Linked DNA regions of Mus musculus: regions 1 and 3 are each linked to region 2. A link is a contact called in public Hi-C data. All regions are on one chromosome and are shown on one strand. The core of a region is the stretch at or near the end of the contact, and the rest is flanking DNA. Distances in the headings are between cores, read along the strand shown. Region 1 overlaps Opcml (opioid binding protein/cell adhesion molecule-like). Region 2 overlaps Opcml (opioid binding protein/cell adhesion molecule-like). Region 3 overlaps Opcml (opioid binding protein/cell adhesion molecule-like).

Region 1 (2,793 bases), core at 174-2,673, 480 kb before region 2:
CCCAATCCAGACCTGCCCCAGACTCTTCAAGGGTCAGATTTTGAAACTATGCAGTCTGGGGCTGGTGAGATGGCTCAGTGGGTAAGAGCACCCGACTGCTCTTCCGAAGGTCCAGAGTTCAAATCCCAGCAACCACATGGTGGCTCACAACCATCTGTAACGAGATCTGACGCCCTCTTCTGGTGTGTCTGAAGACAGCTACAGTGTACTTACATGTAATAAATAAATCTTAAAAAAAAAAAAAAAAAAAAAAAGAAACTATGCAGTCCTACCCTCCCATAGCTAACTCCTGCCTGCTCAGCTCCAGCAAGATGGTGGGGTCACCGGCTCTCAAGTAGCAGACTTAAGTATTTTTCTCTGCTCTTTCTCTCCAGGTGATGCCACAGGGTCCTCTCAGTGGCCCTTATGCAGGAATGTTTCATCATCAATGCAGTCTCCCCTAACCCTGGACAAATACCCACCTCTATTCTTTCATTTCGTTTTGTTTTGTTTTGTTTTGTTTTGTTTTGTTTTGTTTTGTTTTGTTTTGTTTTTGAGACAGGGTTTCTCTGTGTAGCCCTGGAACTCACTTTGTAGACCAGGCTGGCCTTGAACTCAGAAATCTGACTGCCTCTGCCTCCCAACTGCTGGGATTAAAGGTGTGCGCCACCACCGCCCGGTCCCACCTCTATTCTTTACTTACATGGTCCTTGTTACAACAGTTAAGTAGTTTTGTCTTCTACTTAGGCTTCTTGGTAACTGCTTTATCCTTGTGGCCATAATATTAAGTCCACAGCCGGAATCTGGGTCTATTTTGTTCAAAGTCTCATTGTCAGTACATAGTAGCCTTCTAAGAAATGAATGAACCTCTAAGAGTGAATGAATGAAGCCCGGCTTACACACTCTACTGAGTCCACACCAAGCAATGCACCTGCAGAGGCTGCAGAGAAAAACTCTAGCTTGCCCTTCTAGGCATCTCCCTCAAATCACTTTTCCCAAGTGCCTCAATGTCCCGTTCATCTTTTTTCCATAAGAAGCAGTTATGGGGAGAGTTCAGGAAAGGGTCTCGGGTACTATGCCCATGGCATGGCATACAGGCTCTCTCCCTCCCAGGGGCAGTTTAGGATGTAGAGAGGCTATTTCAGGGTCATGGCCTCTCAGTAACAGGTCTCTGAAACACAGCATGTGGTAAGATCTAGCCCAGAGTGACTTCACATCAGTGGCTGACTTCTTGTTCTTTCGCCACAGGACAGCTCTTGGCATAGCTTGAAGGAACAGAGGGCGACTGCCTTCTAGGAAGGAGGGGCCCACCAACACTGTGCTCTGAGTTGTTTTGCTAATAGACTGTGACATTCCATGATCACTGTGAAAGAACTCACTTGCAACAGGAAGCTGAGAGGGAAGGGTGAGTTACAGTACCAAATCATAACCACCAGATGGCGCCAAATCTCCAGAAATGAGCTAAGAGATGGAGCAGGCAGTGCATCTTTTTCTGCAGTTTAGAGGCCGCCCATCCCTGACTGCTTTTCTGCCCTTTCAACTACACAGCCCTGCAGAGTGAGCCAGTGCCGTGTCCCCACTCTCCACCTATCTTCCCTCTACTCTTTAATGAAACCAGGACTCTTTGCTTCTTTGTGTTTTGTTCCCCACAGCAAGCCCCAAATGAGGTGCCTTTATCTTTCAGCCCTTGCCCTGACTGACACGTTCAAGCCAGCAAACCTGTTTACAGCTTGTCTGATAAAAAACATCTAGGAAATTCTTCTCAATGCAGGAACTGCCTTGAAGATATGTCCTATATTAATAGATAGAAAACACTGGGCCAGTGGTGGTAGTGGTGGTTTCAGGGGTGGTAGTGGTGGTGGTGCTGGAGGAGGAGAAAGAGGAGGAAGAGGAGGAGGAAGAGGAGGAGGAGGAGGAAGAGGAGGAGGAGGAGGGAGGAGGGAGGAGGGAGGAGGGAAGTGTTGCTTGAGAAAGAGACTGAAGAAAAGCTCACATCAGAAAAGTAAGAGCCACAGACACCACGAGTGCCTGACAACATGTGTTTTCCTACAGAGGTGCCCCACAGGGCAGACAACATCAACACTGTGAGAATCCTGCAGGCCCCATGAGACACAGCTTTACAAGGCCTTTTGTACATGTTCTGTGGCCTTTCTCCTTTTGGACACAATGTGAATTTGTCCAGCATTCTTGGTTTGAGGAAGGGAGAATAGAGGCCTGGAGAAGAAAGGCCTAAGAGCACAAACTGCTTTTTGATCTCTTGCTTTCTTTGCATGACACAAGTTATCCATCACATACTAGAACCCTTGCCACTGTGATTAATGCTTATAGACTAATTTACAATTCTTCCTTTCATTTTTGAGATTATAATATAATAACATCACTCCCCTCTTTCATTTCCACCTCCTAAATGCTGCCATAACTCCTGTTTGTTCTTTGAAATCTGTAGCTTCCTTTTTCATTAATTGTTGTTACATGTATGTGTGTGTGTGTGTGTGTGTGTGTGTGTGTGTGTGTGTGTACTATTTCTCCCACTCTCAGCATGCTTTAGCTGCCCAAGTTCTCTATGTAGGGTTGAGTCCTTTTGCCCTCCCCCAACCCCGTCTCTGTCTCCTTTGGCATGTCTGTTGTTGTCCTTGTTCAGCCTGTATTTAGGCAGTCACATTGGTGACACTTTATGAGCATAGGAGACATTCATAAGAGACATAATCTTACAGCAAACTCCCTGTAACTGTGCCTCTTCTTTCACAATGACCCCTGAGCTTTAGTTGTGTTTAGATTTATTCACTGGGCTCCACAACTCTGCATTTTGATTGG
Region 2 (2,838 bases), core at 204-2,703:
TACAAATCTACATATATATAAGTATACATACATGCACACATACACAAATATACTTTCCCACACATACACACACACACACACACACACACACACACATATATATATATATACACACACACACACACACACACACACACACACACACACATACACACACAAATAAATCTGTTGAAATATAGGTTGTGTATACAAGCTCAGAAAAGCCACCATTTCCTGGTGACACAGGTGCTCAGGGACAGCCAGAGGGAGAGCCAGATTGAATGGAAATAAGAGGAGAAGAACCTGATGGAAAAGGGCAAATGTTATTCAAGTTTCACAGAATTGAGGAGACCACAAAATACATTTAAGAAGTGCTGAATTCAGAAATTTAAATGGTCAGTGTTCTTTTCCCCATTGCATTTATTTATTTTTATTTATTTATTTAGTGTTTGTGTGTATATCTTTGTGTGTGTGCTCTCAGACACAGGTGTCAACATGTGTTTTGCTCAAAGTGACACTAACAGAAATGGATTTGGCTTTTCTTCTACCTCGTAGGTTCTGAGAATCAAACTCAAGTCATCGGTGTAGGCAGCAAGTACCTTCACTTGATAAACCACCTCACTGTGGCTGGTCACTCCTTGTAGCAGCTCTCCACTCTCCTAAGCTTCAGCACTAATGTAGACTAGCCCTAGCAAGGTGCTTGCTGCACAGACATTTGCTGGCACTATGGTGGTTCCTACTACCCTTCCCAGAGTTTCCTGGCAACAGAGGCGTCATGTTGTTTTATGAATCATCATGGACTGGGTTTTCATTAATAGGTACAAAAGTATCTTTTCTTAAGGGATTTGACGGGCAATGGAGAGATCTGCATAAGAACTACAAATTTGAGTGAAGTGGTAAGGGATTGGAAGAATGGTTTAAAATGAGACTCTGGGACCAGTTAGGAGGAATGGGAGGACCCTGACCATGGCTTTCTTTTTGACAGTTGTTGATCCCAATTCACTGGGAATGTGTGAGAGAAGCGAGCTCTTATTTTTCAACATTGGGAAACAGACACAGTCTTTGTCATAGTAAAATGCAGGCTGGCACAGCCCTAGCTGCAAGTGTTAACTTATGAGACCAAGCTATTTCCAGAATTCAGAAAGGGAAGAATTAAACATCCACTTCATGGGAGGTGTGATACAGAAAGCAATGGGTTCATGCGCATTTCTCTTTATTATTTCTTTGAAACCAACACATCTCATAGGTGACAATATATGGGATAGATGGTAATTGCCTTTTTTGCTGGAGCTACATTTTCATCCTCCTCCCTTTCTCCTCCAATATTAATTATCAGAACTAAAAATAGTCCATTGTAGGCTCTCTGAGCCTCCGGGAGGCTTCTGCAGAAATCTGACATCTGTGCAGGAGGCTCAGCTGAGATGTGTGTTTCTGAAAAGCCGGCTTCTGTTTGTGAATTCCATAAACACTTGCCTAGTGGAGACTGAAGTGTCTGTCTCTCACAATGGCTGTGAGTGGCAGCCTGTGAGAACACTGTCTTTCTGAACAGACATGACTCAGAGCCTGAAGGGAATGGAGAATGCATGGAATATTTATGATCAGGGGCCTTCATTACAATAGGAAACTGTGGCAACATGAGTGTACCTCTGTGGTGTGCAAACAAAATGCAACACTTTTTCTTTGGGTGTTTATATGTGAACAGATGGCCCTGCCCACTCACCCCATGCACAGAAAAGAGTGCTATGTAAAGAGACTTAAAATGCAGAGAAATTAGTGCTCACATTGGTCCTTGTCAGGGAAAGCTTAGTTGCCTCGGCACTTGAAAGTTCTCTCTCCATGAGCCAATATGTGCTAGGATTATCAACCTGTGCATGGCACTATGTCTCTTCCTAAAAACACAATGACCAGCACTGATGAAGTCCTTCTCTGCACTGGGGGGCTTCATTTCATCACACAGTCTTCAATTATCTTTTTTGAAATGAATGGTAGTTTGGTGATCCATAGCATGAAGCAAATGGGAGTGGCTACTTTGTGTAATAGTCAAATTTTCTAAACAGGCTACAGACTTTGACAGGTTGATTCCATCTCTAAGGGGGCTAACAAAAGTTTAGAGGCTAGAGAGGTGGTATATCATAAGAGCAAGCATAGCTGCTTTGGCGGAGGACTGGAGAGTTTTGTTCCCAGCATGTGCATAGTGGTTCACAGGCCTCTATAATTCCACTTCTACAAGATGTGATGCCCTCTTTTGGCCTCCATGGGCAGCATGTATTACATACATACCTGCAGACAAAACACTCACAGATACAAACTACAAATAAATAAATATAAAATGACAGATTAGCTTAAAGTAGCCGTTCTAGAAAAATAAAAAATAAAAAACCATAGGAACTAAAGCATTGGCTTAAAGGTGGAGTTTCAAGCTGAGACCTTTCCCTAAGTGTACTTCAGAATGACAGCTGTGAAGAGAGCTGGAGGCAGGGTTGGGGTCCCATCTCAAAGGAGGAAGAGTTATGGGATAAAGGGAGGGGAGGAGAAGGAATTGCTTCAACTGTGCCCACAGGATTCTATCTCACATGGTAGTTAGTGCTGCCCAAATGATAGCCTCATGATTAGGCCCCTGATTAAATTTTTGATTATTATCTTGCTTAAGTATTTTACCAGGCATATAAATTATATCTGACAATTGAAGAAAAAAAAGATTGACTAAGGTAACTGTTGATTCAACAACTCTTGACAGAATCCCAACTAAGTATAAAGGTGGTATGTTACCTAGAATTATCAAGTATGATATGCACTTAAGCACTAAGCAATTTACCTGTTGGGTAAAAACAACAAGCTAGGTGTTTATCTATTCTGAAG
Region 3 (2,979 bases), core at 353-2,852, 400 kb before region 2:
TACTTGTGAGAAGTGTCCATGAAGAGATGTTCAGCGTGCCTTTAGGTGTACCTGTGAGGGGGCCATCAGTCTCCTAACTAAGAGAGAAAGCCACTTTGAATATGATATCCAAGGCCAGGTTGGGATTTGTTCTGCTCTCTCAGTGTTAGGCAGCGTTTGCATCACCATGGCAGAGACGGAGGGAAAACAACCTGAAGAGGTTTACTTGTTTGGGTGCAGGGCTTGAGGGGGTTCGGTCCTTGGGTGCTCAGCCACGTGGGCTTGCGCAGGGCTTGAGGGGGTTCGGTCCTTGGGTGCTCAGCTACGTGGGCTTGCGCAGAACATCCTGGCCATGGGATCAGGTGATGGGGAAGATTATGCGCTCTTGACAGATCAGTAGCAGACAGAGAGGGAACCAAATATACCCATCAAAGACAACTCTAGATACTTATTTTCTTCAGCTCTGCCCACTGCCCAAAGATCCCCCACATCTTCCACACAGAGCACCTGGCTGGGGACCAACTTCAATACAAAGGCCCACAGGGTATGTTTTATACTCAAGCTTTAATACTCTGTCTGATGGTAGCCCTAAGGTAATTGGCTGAGTTTGCCCCTCCCTGCCCACCCTGCCATGGCGCTCAGCCTCATCCCTGTCCAGAAGCAGCAATGCAGACTGACCATGGACTGAAACCTCTGAGCAGATGAGACAAGAGAAACCTCACTTGTAAGTTACTCCATCAGGCATTTTGTCACAGCAATGAAAAGTCTGGCACCGGCATTGCAATAATAGCATTCTATTCCTAAGGCAGTTCATTAAATGATGCAAAGTGGCAGTATCCAGAGGGCCCTGGACAATCCATGGTTGCTGATATGAAAAGCTCTTCAAATAGCATTCTTGTTTACTTTGATTACACACTAATGGTGTTCACCTGATTATGAACATCTTGCAGACAGAGGTGATGCTGCCCTCATCATGCCAGCACCAAGTCCAAGCCCTGGATTTGGAAGCAGCTTCAACACTTTTAATGTACACTGTATTGAAAGGGCATTGGGCTCACAGGTTACCTCCCAGTCCCCAGACATTCATTTCAACCAGCCCAGACTGCAAACACAGCTTTATACTTGAAAATCCATATCTGGGTCTTTAACCATCAGTGCCCAAAGCAGTTGCTTGTATGTGGGATGGCTGTGTTAAAACAGATCATGTGCACACTTCCCTAGCTGAACTAGGAAAGCTGAGTACTGCCTTGGAGGCAGCTCCTGTCTCTCCCAGCTCCTCCCCTTCTTCTCTTAACTCCTCCTCCGTGCACTCACACTGACCTGGTAGATTCCCAGTCTTTTGGAAGGGCTTGTATTAAAAGTTTCATTAGAGAATCACGCCAGGGGTTTTAAACAGCAGCGATCTAGCTGTAAAGGCTTGGAAGCAGTCCCCGAGTGTGCACCAGGAGTGGGCTGATGGCGGCAGTGCCAGCCACTGCAGCGCACTGGGACTCCCGCCCTGAATCTTATTTACATTGGGACTAACAATAGCTCTGCAGCCTGGCTATAAATAATTTCTGGGGAAGAGTTGTCTAATTAAACGTGCAGCAGTAAGGAAAGTGCTTTAACCACAAGGCTGGTGTCCTAATGAACGTAATCACTGTATGGGGACAGCTTAGGAATCACATCCAGACACCTCCCTGTGGAGGTAGGGAGGTAGAGGGGAAATTCGTAGGAAGAATTTCCAATCAATATTTAATTGTGCATTGTGTTAAACTAGTTTAGGGTCCTCTTTCTCCTTCTCTTTCCTCATATCAAGAGGTAAAAGGGATTTGAAAATGTAGCTTTGTAGCATGGCTTGAGCCTCAGATTCCAGTGAGACAATTGTCTCCAAGTTTTCAATGCATGGCAATTACTAGGATACACAAAAAAATATTAATTAGTAAGTGGCTTGTAAATTCTGATGGGTCCTGCCTTTAAAGAAAAAGAAGTGGGGAGTCGAATTGAAGTTTTATTCTGTCTCTGACCATGTCTGCTCCGGACTTGGTGCCCTTTAGGGCCAGGCAGTGTCCTGTGTCCTTTGGTTTCTCCAGGTCAAGCATTGGGAAGATATGACTATTCCCCCTGGATGAAGGCAATCAACTGTCATCAGTGCAGGGACAGCAGGCTTCTGCTGATATCCGAGCTACTATGAGCAGATCAGCAAGGAAGCCCAGTTCAGCCATACCTGATTCTGCTTCAGTGGAAACAACACTGTGAATTAGCTTGAGGGAAAAGTCTGTAGGATACAGGGTGGTAGTCTTTCCTTGTTATTTACAACACAGTTCTAAGGATAAAGAGGGGACCATGTGAGAAAGAATACCGTGTCATCAGGCTAATGTTTTTAAGTAATATAGGAACCATATATACAAACATCTGCAAGGACATAGTTAGAATATGTATATACAGATATTAGGTAGTTTGATGCCTTTGTGTGTGTGTGTGTGTGTGTGTGTGTGTGTGTATGAGTGAGTTTGCGAGCAAATTTGAGCACACACATGCCTTGGATATAGACTAGCTATTGCATATTGCTATGGTAACCTGCATGCTCTTGAAGACTAGTTTAAAGCATGGAAAGAGAGTATACATGTGTAGAGGTACCCCAGGCCAAGCTGCATAGAAACAGCAGGCCAACACTCACTCCATATACCCCCTGACAGTCAGAGATATAGGCATTAAGTGTGGGCACCTGTGATGAATCAAATTCACCACTGGATGTCAACGTTGCTCTAGCTAATTAGAAGACCTGCAGAAATCCTATTCTCTCTTATACTGGGGGTAGGTTTAATCTATGGAATAAATGTACCAGGGAGGAGGAGGTAAAAGCATCAACCTTCTGAAAGAGTCCACAAAGCAGAATCGGGGAACCAAATTTGGCATTTCTTCTTTCAGCCACCACTGTCCATCTAATAATCTTCTAGTTGCTTTTTCTTTATTACTCGGCTCTCCAATTAACACTCCCAGTTCTACTACATAATATAA

What was found. Hi-C and Micro-C count contacts between places; a contact is called where the count stands out from the background.
Region 1: a contact with region 2 is called in a Hi-C map of cortical neurons, with 2.9 times the contacts expected there. The contact joins two enhancer-like sites. A contact is called at or near these places in 1 of 39 promoter capture datasets (embryonic stem cells), 2 of 15 datasets of contacts at CTCF or cohesin (embryonic stem cells and stem cell-derived epiblast-like cells), 86 of 484 Hi-C or Micro-C datasets (the AML12 cell line, the BV-2 cell line, the HL-1 cell line and 36 more), 6 of 115 datasets of contacts at active chromatin or transcription factors (astrocytes and embryonic stem cells) and 1 of 9 other capture datasets (embryonic stem cells).
Region 3: a contact with region 2 is called in a Hi-C map of forebrain, with 2.0 times the contacts expected there. The contact joins two enhancer-like sites. A contact is called at or near these places in 11 of 484 Hi-C or Micro-C datasets (the HL-1 cell line, brain, cerebellum and 5 more) and 1 of 115 datasets of contacts at active chromatin or transcription factors (embryonic basal ganglia).

Annotation. Positions count from the first base shown.
Region 1 is chr9:28,260,163-28,262,955 of GRCm38.p6, forward strand. All of the region lies in intron 1 of Opcml (opioid binding protein/cell adhesion molecule-like), which reads left to right. Among named protein-coding and RNA genes, the nearest start is that of Gm39313, 130 kb to the right of the region's middle. Within about 2 kb of position 1,424, at least 14 of the 459 cell types and tissues checked have an H3K27ac peak or open chromatin away from gene starts, as enhancers often do. A contact at or near this core is called in cortical neurons, where this site is marked.
Region 2 is chr9:28,737,083-28,739,920 of GRCm38.p6, forward strand. The region is part of intron 3 of Opcml (opioid binding protein/cell adhesion molecule-like); the gene reads left to right. Among named protein-coding and RNA genes, the nearest start is that of Gm15520, 300 kb to the right of the region's middle. Within about 2 kb of position 1,454, at least 38 of the 459 cell types and tissues checked have an H3K27ac peak or open chromatin away from gene starts, as enhancers often do. A contact at or near this core is called in brain, cortical neurons and forebrain, where this site is marked.
Region 3 is chr9:28,335,384-28,338,362 of GRCm38.p6, forward strand. All of the region lies in intron 1 of Opcml (opioid binding protein/cell adhesion molecule-like), which reads left to right. Among named protein-coding and RNA genes, the nearest start is that of Gm39313, 59 kb to the right of the region's middle. Within about 2 kb of position 1,603, at least 36 of the 459 cell types and tissues checked have an H3K27ac peak or open chromatin away from gene starts, as enhancers often do. A contact at or near this core is called in brain and forebrain, where this site is marked.